2 separate regions of the Hordeum vulgare genome follow, and region 1 is linked to region 2. A link is a contact called in public Hi-C data. All regions are on one chromosome and are shown on one strand. The core of a region is the stretch at or near the end of the contact, and the rest is flanking DNA. Distances in the headings are between cores, read along the strand shown.

The links. A called contact is a pair of places that touch in the nucleus more often than the background predicts.
Region 1: a Hi-C map of leaf shows a contact between it and region 2, with 3 times the contacts expected there. The contact joins two enhancer-like sites. A contact is called at or near these places in 2 of 6 Hi-C or Micro-C datasets (leaf and seedling).

The regions. Positions count from the first base shown.
Region 1 is chr3H:457,021,909-457,027,438 of MorexV3_pseudomolecules_assembly, reverse strand. No RefSeq gene overlaps it. Among protein-coding and RNA genes, the nearest start is that of LOC123441852, 17 kb to the left of the region's middle. Within about 2 kb of position 2,313, at least 2 of the 3 cell types and tissues checked have open chromatin away from gene starts, as enhancers often do. A contact at or near this core is called in leaf, where this site is marked.
Region 2 is chr3H:456,696,215-456,701,545 of MorexV3_pseudomolecules_assembly, reverse strand. No RefSeq gene overlaps it. Among protein-coding and RNA genes, the nearest start is that of LOC123444231, 220 kb to the right of the region's middle. Within about 2 kb of position 3,600, at least 1 of the 3 cell types and tissues checked has open chromatin away from gene starts, as enhancers often do. A contact at or near this core is called in leaf, where this site is marked.

The DNA of each region.
Region 1 (5,530 bases), core at 1,064-3,563, 330 kb before region 2:
AATTTGATCTCAGTTTCAAAATTTGTTCTTCATATTCAAGAAATGTTCATACTTTAAAAAATTGTTCAAGATTTTTCAAAATTGTTCTTGTTTCAAAATTTGTTCTCAAAATTCAAAAAATGGTCGTGCTTTAAAAATTTGTTCGTGCTTCCAAATTGATTAGGAGTTTTTCAAAATTGTTCTCTGTTTTTCAAAATTTTGTTCTTAAGATTCAAATAATGTTCGTGCTTTAAAATTTTGTTCATGCTTCCAAATTTGTTAGGGATTTTTCAAAGTTGTTCTTTGTTTCAAAATTTTGTTCTCAAGATTCAAAAAATGTTCGTGCTTTAAAAAATTATTCACGCTTCCAAATTTGTTCAAGATTTTTCGTAATTGTTCTCAATCTTAAAATTTGTTCTCAAAATTCAAAAAATGTTCGTACTTTGAAAATTTGTTCCCGTTTTCAAATTTATCCAGGGTTTTTCAAAATTATTCTCCTTTTCAAAATTTTGTTCTCAAGATTCAAAAAATATTTGTGTTTTAGAAAATTGTCCGCGCTTCCAAATTTGTTCATGTTTTTCCAAAATTGTTCTCGATTTCAATTGTTTTTCTCAAAATTCATAAAATGTTTATGCTTTAAAAATTTATTCGCGCTTTCAAATTTGTTCAAGATTTTTCGAAATTGTTCTCCTTTTCAAAATTTTATTCTCGATATTCAAAATATATTCGTGGTTTAGAAAACTGTCCGCACTTCCAAAGTTGTTCGTGATTTGAAAAAAAATCTGCCTATTTTTGTTCTCTATTTTTTTTTCATGTTTTCAAAAAATGATTGAGAAATTCAACGTTTGTTCGTTTTGATATAAAAATAAAAAAGGAAAATCGTAAGAAAAATGAGACAAATAAGGAAAAAAAGAAATAAACACAACAAAAAAAAGAGGGGAAGAAAGAAACTATCCGATTTTGTTAGACGAAAAAAAAGATGGGTTGGCCCAGTTGGATGCCTCCCTGTGCTTGGGAGCGGCTGGTAGGAGTTCCCCGGCACCTACCTCGCCGTCTCCGCATTCCTCTATCCAAAATCTCCTCTCTCTCCCTCTCGCCGGCGACGAAGATGCACGCGATCGTCGCCTTGAGATGGAAGTTGGTGTGTTCAAGTGCTTGCCCCATTTCATATACACGTACAGTTTGCCTGTTCTTGATATGGCACAACATTAAATGTGCTGACGGCTGGCCATCTGCTAGTGATGACACACAGGTACAACAAGGGGCAGAGCCAGGATTTAAGCATGGGGGGGGGGGGGGCGATTTTTTTATTACATGACCCTAAACCACAACAGTATATCAAGTGCTAATATCATTCATATAATAAAGTTTGCCAATGGATAAATCTTAATTTATATAAATTTGCAGTTTGCTAAGCACATGAGCCATGCTCTCTATGACAACGTATGTTTGTCTAGAAGGGTTTTTCATTAGTATATATATGTATTTCTCCGTTCTAAAATAAGTGTCTCGACTTTAGTATAATTTTATACTAAAATTAATACGATTGAGTCTTACTACTATAAATTAGTATATATATGGAGTATAAAACTATAAATCAATGAATGTATTACTGTTGGTTGTTCTCTTAATCTTCGAGGCATAACATAATTAGAAAAAGACGCATCAAATTAGTACGATTCAATTGCTCCAAATACTACTCCCTCCATTCCTAAATAAGCCTTTTAAGAGATTTTACTAGGAGTCTACATACGGAGTAAAATGAATGAATCTACACTCTAAACTATGTCTATATACATCCGTATGTACTCTATTAATGAAATCTCTAGAAAGACTTATATTTAGGAACGGAGGGAGTACTAGGTTGTATAAACTGGTGTCACATAACAATTGGGTCTTTCATTGGATAATCTGGTCGTACGAGATAATACCTATTTGTCTTGCAAAAAAAAAAAAGAGATAATACCTACTCCGTATTTGATCAATGTTGTGGGGGTCGTAGAACCGGTTGCTAGCCAGCCGACCGTCCGTCGGGATCAACAACGTGGAAGGAGAGAGGGGCGAACCGCTAGCACCGGCTGCATGGCGTTCATTGTCCCGGTCAGATCTCTTGGCTCCTGTTGATGGCGTGTGTGCGAGATCGGCGGCCGGCGGTAGACGCCCCATACAGAGGAGCGAAATCTTTCTAGGGTTGGAGAGAGGAGTTCGGTATACATGAAAGGCAGGAGTGTCTTATTAAAATTATAGAGATGGACTGTTTATCTTTGTGGGCTTCTTTGCCATACGTACACGCATGCCGTAGCGGCATTTCCTATTCAGCGCTGCAAGCGCCAGTTAACATGCATTTTGTTAACGGGCGCCTGCAGCGTCTTTAACGGGCCGGCCCATATAAAAGGAGGGTGACGAACTTTTTTTGACAAATTCTATGAACATTTTTGAATGCTGATGAACTATTTTAAAATTTGACGTACATTTTATAAAATTGATGAACATTTTCTAAAATTGATGAACTTTTTTAGTTCAATGATTTTTTTTTAAATACATGAACTTTTTTTTCAGTTCAATATTTTTTTTGAATTTCGATGAACTTTTTTCAAGTTTAATGAACTTTTTATAAATTTAATGAACTTTTATAAAATTGAATGAACTAATCTTTCAATTCATTGAATTTTTTAAAAATTTATGAACCACTTTTAAAGAAATGAACTTCTTTTGAGATGGATGAACTTTTTAGTTAAATCTGTAAAAACAATTTGTTTTCATATTTTATTTTTGTCAAAAATAGAAAATCGGGTTGTTTTTCTCACTGTATTTACAGAAAAAAACAGAACAAAAAAAATTAGGCAGATCGTTAAACGGGGCTTGCAGCGCTGAATAGGAGTTCCCGCCCGTAGCTGCTACAGGCCGATGCGTTTTCCTTTTTTACTTCTGATTGGTTTGAGCATTCGGTCAAATCCATTGGGACCAATAGATTGAATTTCAATGGCCACCGTCTCTCCATTCTTATTCTTCTTGTAAATAGGCAATAATAAAAAATAAAAACAAGATAAAAAAATAAAGTTTTCTAAAAAAGTACTATAATGAATTACTCGCATTGGTATTATTTTTATAAATAAAATAAAAAAGTACCTAGAACAAATTATTAACAAAACTTGCACATTTTTAAAATACGAGATTGCTATTTTCCATATATTCGGTATTTACCGACACATCCGCACGACCTCGCGATCGCTCAATCTGTTTCTCTTGTGTGATCCCCGATTTGTTTTGGGACTAATTTTTATTTACTTCTACTGAAAACCGTAGTATGTCCGGTCTATTTTCTTCTTCGTTTTCTCATATAAAAATTGGTGCACACAAGACGATTCAATCCTTATACCTCTCATGAGGTAACTCAACTAGCCAACCAGCTCATCTATGTTCCTTTTTTCTTGACAAAGCGAAATCAAATAGGCTATTTAACTGGTCCCCTCTTCTTTGTGTGCACAAAAGTTAACGCAATGTCTAATCTTTTCCGCATTTAAGTAGACTGTTTTTTACCAACTCATCTAGAGTTGATGACACCGTGGTAATTTTGGTGACCATGGGGATACATCCCGGCAGTTTTGTGTGAATATCAGGGTAACTCGCATATCACAGACCTGATAACTTATATAACCCAGTCTTGATAACTATGGCATGAAGGTGGGGTTGATGAAATATCCACCGGTAACTTTGATATGAATAGCATGGTAACTCATACATCGGTAACCTGATAACTTATGCAGCCCGACCCTGCTAACTTTGACGAAGAGAGGTGATGAAATATACACCCGATAATTTTTATGTGAATATCACAGGAACTCACACATCAGTGATAACTTATGTACCTCGGTCTTGGTCAATTTGGCGGCCCGATGGAGGGAGGCACGTTGATGAAATATCATCGGTTAAGTTTTGTGTGAATAGATTGATACCTCACACATCACATACCTGATAATTTTTGGGAGAAAAAGATGTTGGAACAAATCTTAATGCTAGTAGTTTCCATACTTGTAGTTTTATAGCCTAAAAAATCATGCTAAAGCTAAGAATTGAAGTCAAGAATTCACTATTTAGATCTTAACACACTAACCAACTCACCCACTACATGCCTCCTCACAAGTTCAAGTAAACACTACTAGGAGAAAGCTTAGTACTAGCGCTGGTTTTACCCTTAGCATTAGTGTTGAGGGCAGCGCTACTACTAACGTGCTACAACTAACATGTTAGTAGTAGCACTAGAATTAAAGCGCTACGGGTACCTACGTTAGCACTAGCACCGGAATAAATAAAAGTGCTACTACTAAGACAACGCTATTGCTAATATTCCAGCGCTACTGCTAATATTCCTGCTTTCAATATTTAATTCCCGTCGTATTTATGCCCCCTCTACGTATTTGTGCATGCTCTAAACAGTAGTTTCATCATATCATAATAAACATGTATTATTCTCATCATATCATACACATAAAGTAGTCTCATCATTTATACCATCATCATCATCATTATCCAACACAAATATCATTATCAAACACAAATACCATTATCCAACACAAATGCCATCAAATCTCGCAAATAGTGATGCACACAAGTCATGTCACACACACAAGTTTCATCGTCCCTATCTAAACAACCATGTAGAAGAGAAGAGCGATCAACATGAGCAAGAGCGCGACTATGTAATACTTCTTGAGGCACCGGTTTAGCTCCGTCTCTTGCCGTAGCATCCACCTCAAGTAACTGTTTTCTGCTTCAGCTCTGCTGTCGAACCCTCTGTGGCTGGCGCCCGGGTACCTGTGCACCTGGGCCTGAGCGTCTGGCTAGTGGTCGTACACTCCTGGAACCCTCCCAATGAATACGGCGTAGAGTCCTTCACCATATCCGATCTATGTGCCTGCATCGTAAGTTGACTAACAACGATATATAATATGCAACACAATGTACTTGAGAAACACAAAGAGGCATAGTTAGCAGAATACAAGCAGTAAACATAAATAACGAAGTTCCTCATACACAAACTAATTAACTAGAGCGATGTATACGCTAGTTCATAGAAAGGCGGTAGTACATATTGTGAAACTTCGTTGGGAGCGTGTGATCCATATGTGGTATCTGCTTTAACTTTTCATTGTTGATGTTGGCGGTTTCCCTCGGGATGCATCCTAGTTGATTGCCATAGCACTTGCGCGTTGACTCCGGCGCCGTTGGATCTAATTTCGTGGGGTGCATCGTTGTGACCACAATTTGTCCGGTGCCAAGCTCGTTTGGTTTTCTTGTCCTCTTTGGCTTCGGTCCTTCACCGGGTACGTCAACATCATCGCTGGTCTTGGTGTCGGTGCCACTGTTGCTGCCGGTGGCAGTATCGGTGTCGGGATTGGTCTCATTGCCACCCTGCATCCGCATCTCCCATTGATCGAGGTAATCGAAATAACAATTTGCTTCCTCAAACTCGTCTTGTTCGTGGCGACCAGAACCTCGCTTCATCGTGGCTAGATATATTAATTCCTACGAGTATTTAAGTATAATATTT
Region 2 (5,331 bases), core at 2,351-4,850:
AATTGGATCTTTGATGCTAATGAGATGAAGGCCACTACTGGGCATATGTTTACTCTTGGGGGTGGTGTTGTTTCCTGGAAGTCTTGCAAGCAAACGATCTTAACGAGATCGACAATGGAAGCAGAATTAACAGCATTAGACACATCTGGTGTCGAAGCAGAATTTCTTCGAGATCTCTTGATGGACTTACCTGTGGTTGAGAAGCCGGTTCCGGCTATCCTTATGAACTGCGATAATCAAACAGTTATTGTTAAAGTGAAGAGTTCAAAGGATAATATCAAGTCCAACAAACATATAAGAATGAGATTGAAGTCTGTCAGACGTTTGAGAAACTCCGGAGTGCTAGCGTTGGATTACATCCAAACGGCTATATGATCGGAGATCCCGTGAAGTAGGACCTGGGAAAACAAGCCAGTGGTGAACTCAGGAGAGTAACTTTACTAACCCACTCCGTTGGAGATGCAATGCTCTTGGATACTGTATGGTAGGATGACTACTGTCTTAATGTGTTCTAAAGCTTACGTGTAAGCAAGATGCTGTCCTACAGAGCGGTCTTTGGAGGAACACACCTATATGATCTTGACTGTTTGTCACAGTCTATGAGATTTGGGTGATCTCTAGTAAACTCATGAATAGGCCAGGAGTGTGACTAATATGCTCCACCCGAGGGGTCAGCCTTCGACAGTCTAGTACTAGTAAGACTTGTGGTGAAGCTTCTTTACGCCAAACTGACAATTCAAGGCATAGTCCATTGTTCAGTTGTAAAGGGGTGTAGCTACTCGCTCTAGGTGAAGCTCAACCTTAACAGGTCTTCACTAAAATGTTGGTGTATTAAAACAGTGATTAGAACGAGGCAACACGATGTTCCCTTGAGATCTGGTGGGGGATTGTTGAAATTAGTAGTGGGCCTTAGGCCCATAAGAGAATTTCAGAAAATCTTCAAGGGCCCATGTAGGTGGTGGCATGACAAGGTGGTGGTGGGAAGTTTAGTCCCACTCCTCTAGTGGAGAAGAAGTTGGACCCCTTTATAAGGGTCTCTCTTCCAGATGCTATTGGAGAGTGAGAAGAGAAGGTGCCCTCGCGCACTCCTCCTCCGCAGCCCGCCTCGCCACGACGCGCCGCGGGTTGCGGGAATGAGCCGAGCCGAGCTCATACCTACGCGCTTATTTTTGTCGGTCAGGAACGGATAATACGTAACGGACACGGCACGATCCGAGACGTCGGATCGTGGGCTGTTACCGACTCGGACGTGGGTTCGTCCCACGTCTCTCCGCCCAGCCGCCTATATAAGCAGGCTAACGCCTACCCTAGCCGTCACGAGAACCAGATCACATCTGCCTCACGCGTTCGTTCCTTGACTACTGCTGCCGCCGGCGACTCCGTCCCGTTTACCGCGTACACGGTCGACGGGAGAGCAGGCCTCCGAAACCCCGCCTCTCCGGTTCCTGTACGGGAGAGGGGCGATTAGGTTTTTGGGGAGCGATCAGGCGACTGCTCGCCTCCGTCCGTCTGCTTCGTCTACGTCCGCGTCGCCCTCGTCATCGCCATGTCTTCACCATTCGAGCCCAATCGTCTTGCCCTTGAAGCTGAGAAGAAGAGGGCAAAGGATGTTAGTGCTACGGCCGCGTCCAACGCCAACGCTGCTGCTACGGCCAACTAGCCTATTGAAGGGTATAACTCGTTTATCCTCATGTTCGTATTTATCCTAGCAGTACTATTTGCATGCATAGATACATTAACTATATACGTAGTATGTGCTAGGTTAGTTCATGATCAGTATATCATTACTTTAGTCAATGTCATGCTAGTTATTATCTCGTGAATTAATATACTCGGAAAATTGCCTATTTACTCAATAGTGAGTTGGTGAGCGGTATGCTCCTCCTCTCTAGGGGACCTGGAATCGAGTCCCACACAATGGATATCGCAATTGTTATTTTTCTTGGAAAGGTGGCTTATTCTTTTTTTTTACGGGTAAAACACTTCAATACTCACAGCACACCAGGGTTATAATCAGAGGCATTCAGTTCTAAAACCTCTGTAGGACCAGAGCCTAACCAAGTAATAGTCCTAGCTTTAGAGCGAGCAAAGTTTGCTAAAGAATTGCTAACCCTATTCTGTTGCCTATATATATGAGTAATTGAAGTTTCATGGAGGAGCGAAAGAAGCAACAAAGCGTGCGTGCACGAAGCAGCGAGAAAAGAATTCGTGTGATCCTCATCCAACGATAGCGAGATCATAATGCACAGTAAGTAAACTCCTTTACGGTATTTTATTTTCATCTTTTACATGGGTTGATAGTCTAAAATAAAGATGATTGTAGTATCTGTTGGTGTAGAGATAGGGACCTTTTTTTTTTGAAAAAAAGTAGGTTTTGAACTAGGTGAATCGTCTCGTCTCTCAAGAGACGTAAAACATAGCAATGATCAACCCAGGTGAATTATGAAACAAGACCACATGCACGGTGCTTGTGGAATGGATGTGCCCTACTGACGAGTAACGATCGTAGGATCAACGAGCATAAATGACCGAGATTTGCAGCTCGATAGGTGCAATGGACCATGCACCATTAAACCCTTCTTCGCTTTCTGTAGTTCGGACCGTTCCATTTGGTTGGAGTAATAGGCTCAATGATTCTGTCCGTTACGCCAAACCTCCTCGTAGATAGCGTTAACAAAAACCATTAGTTGGTGCAACAAACTAGTGATCCATCGATGGCAAAAATACGTAGAGATGTACTCCTAGTTCTTCCTAACTATAATTATTCAGATACAGGAAAAGTAGTATATATATACAATACTCGTACCTTCTCCATCCATGATTGTAGCAATCCTCGTATTGACGCAGAACCATGCAAGTGGTTTCAAGCAGCAGCCTTCGGAAATTCCACGTTGCTTACCTCCAAGACCCTCCTTAACAAGATTTTCCTCCCCGCAAACAATTTCCATGTTGCAATAGTGTTGTACGCAGCCAGAAATGACCAGGAATTAATTTGTTTATGCATGCCGATGGATCTCACGCACCTAACAACCACCGTACCCCCACTAGCTACAACTACGACGATCAGCCTAGCTGAGCGCGGACAATCAGGGTTGTCGCAGTTTAGTAACCCAAAACATATGCGTCAGAGGAACCAGACAGCGAACTAAGCAGTGCTCAACACTAATGTAATCCATGTACGTACAAGCTAGTAGTACGTAGTAGTCTTAGGTGAGCTACTGATGTCCATGTCTAGCCGCGCTGTTCATTGCACCATTTCTCTCGCCCGAAAATAGACAGCGAACCACCACTTGTGCCTCCTATGCAGCTCGCAAGTGTCATGGAATAATAGATCGGCCGGTTCGCGTCATGCGGTGGTACAGTTTCCCGCGAGATTTTATCCTCAAGCACTGTGTGAACGGCAGTAGCCATGGCTAGCTGGCCGCTCCATCCACCCATGACATGCACATCAACGGAGCTCGGCTTCAGCGCGTACGAAGTACGAACGCCGACCGAGACGTCGCCCGCCGGTGGCGCCGATGGATCGGGTCGACCCGGGCGCGTACGCGTGTGCGCAGCCCAGGCTCTGCGCAGTTGCCATCGGCCGTCTCCCGATCGATCGGTTACGGCGAACCGACTGAGTGCGTGACCAATCGTGGGCGTTTATGGGCTAGCGTTGGCGTCAGGCTCAGGCGCCCACTGATGACCGCTACTGACGGCGCGGAGGAGGCGATGAATCTGCTGGCGCCGGGCGAGATCGAAAACTGCGAATTAAAAACGCAGGGACGACGGATCGGTCTGGGTTGTTCGGGAACTGCAATAATAAATGGTGGACATATATATAATGCAACAAGAAGAGTTGATTACCAACCAAAACAGACTACTTATCGTCTACTATTACAGAGAACGAAAACAACATAGAAGAACCAGTCAAGAGAATCAGATATGGCAATGACAAGGAAAACAACGCGTGCTGAAATTATCATCCATCGCGATCGACTACCTTAACTGCCAGCGGAGCATCATTTATCCATCAGAGTACAAAAGCTGGGTCGGTATCCTGATAGCAAGGCATCTACAGTGTACTGTACGGTCGTACACTCTACAGTAGCAATCTGGTAAAACAGTGCTGACTCGTGCTAAACCAGGCCAAGCATACAACAACACACACAATTGTCTACACTACACACTCTACACGAATCAATTATTTTGCCTGAGTGCTTTGCCGTCAATCTTATTATCTGGACAAACGACAGAATATTTTGCACTAACGGCAAAAACTTACTGTAGGCAAACATTGCCAAAAGCACACGTTAACCTAGCTACGACTGACGATAAAGGATAGTTTGCCGTCATGAGATCTGCCAAGTAACGATAAAGATGGATATTTGTCGTCTGCATTGTGTGAAGCTGACGGCAAAAGTGGTGACATGTGTCCGTTTGACAAACACTAAATGGGTCGGACATTTTACCATGAGTCATCTAACTTGACTCAGGGTAAAGAGCTCTTTTTGCCGTGTGCGTTTTATTACAGATGGCAAATACATACTTTGCCGTCTTTGTTTTAAAAAGAGACGACGAACAAAAAAATATCTTACGGATCCATCAAATGAATCGATGTCATGGCAAGATTTGGTTCGCACATCTCCTACGCACTCATCCCACACCGCGTCGTGTGACTCATCCCACGTTCACGTGCCATGTGACTCTAACCCACCCTACTGCTCTCTCTCTCTCTTCCTTGTCCTGGCCCCCACCCTACACAAACCTTCACCCCACGTTCTCTCTCTTTCCTCTTTCTCCTTTTGATCCACACCTCCAACCGAGCCGCCTCGCCACCACCTCGCAGTTTGGCCGCCACCTCTCTCGTCGACCCTAGCCTCGCTCCCACCACCTCTCTCGCGGCCATGGCCTCACCCCACCACCTCGCCCACCGGCCTAGGACTCGCCCGCACCACCTCGCCAGACGGCCCTGGCCTCGCCCGACATCTTCAGCCCCTCTCATTTTTCGTGCCCGGCGCCGCCTGCCCTTCCCTCTTTGCTGCCGGCTCCAGGCGCTTCCCCCACGCCGGCTCAGCGACCCGTCACCCCAGCCGGTCATCGGACCGGCCCCGCCTCATCCCATGTTGCCCCGCTGGCCGCAGGCCCCAACCCCGTCTGCTATCGCCCCTGCCGGTCGCTACCTTGCCCGCCGGCCCTCACCCCGTTCGCCCGTCTCCCGTCGACGACCACTTGCCTCGTGTCCCGTCTCCCGTCGCACACGCAGCCTACCGACCCCTTCTCCCGTCGCACCCGCCGGCCACCGGCCCCAGCACCAACCTCGAGGAGTGGCGTCCTACGTCCCTCAAAGCA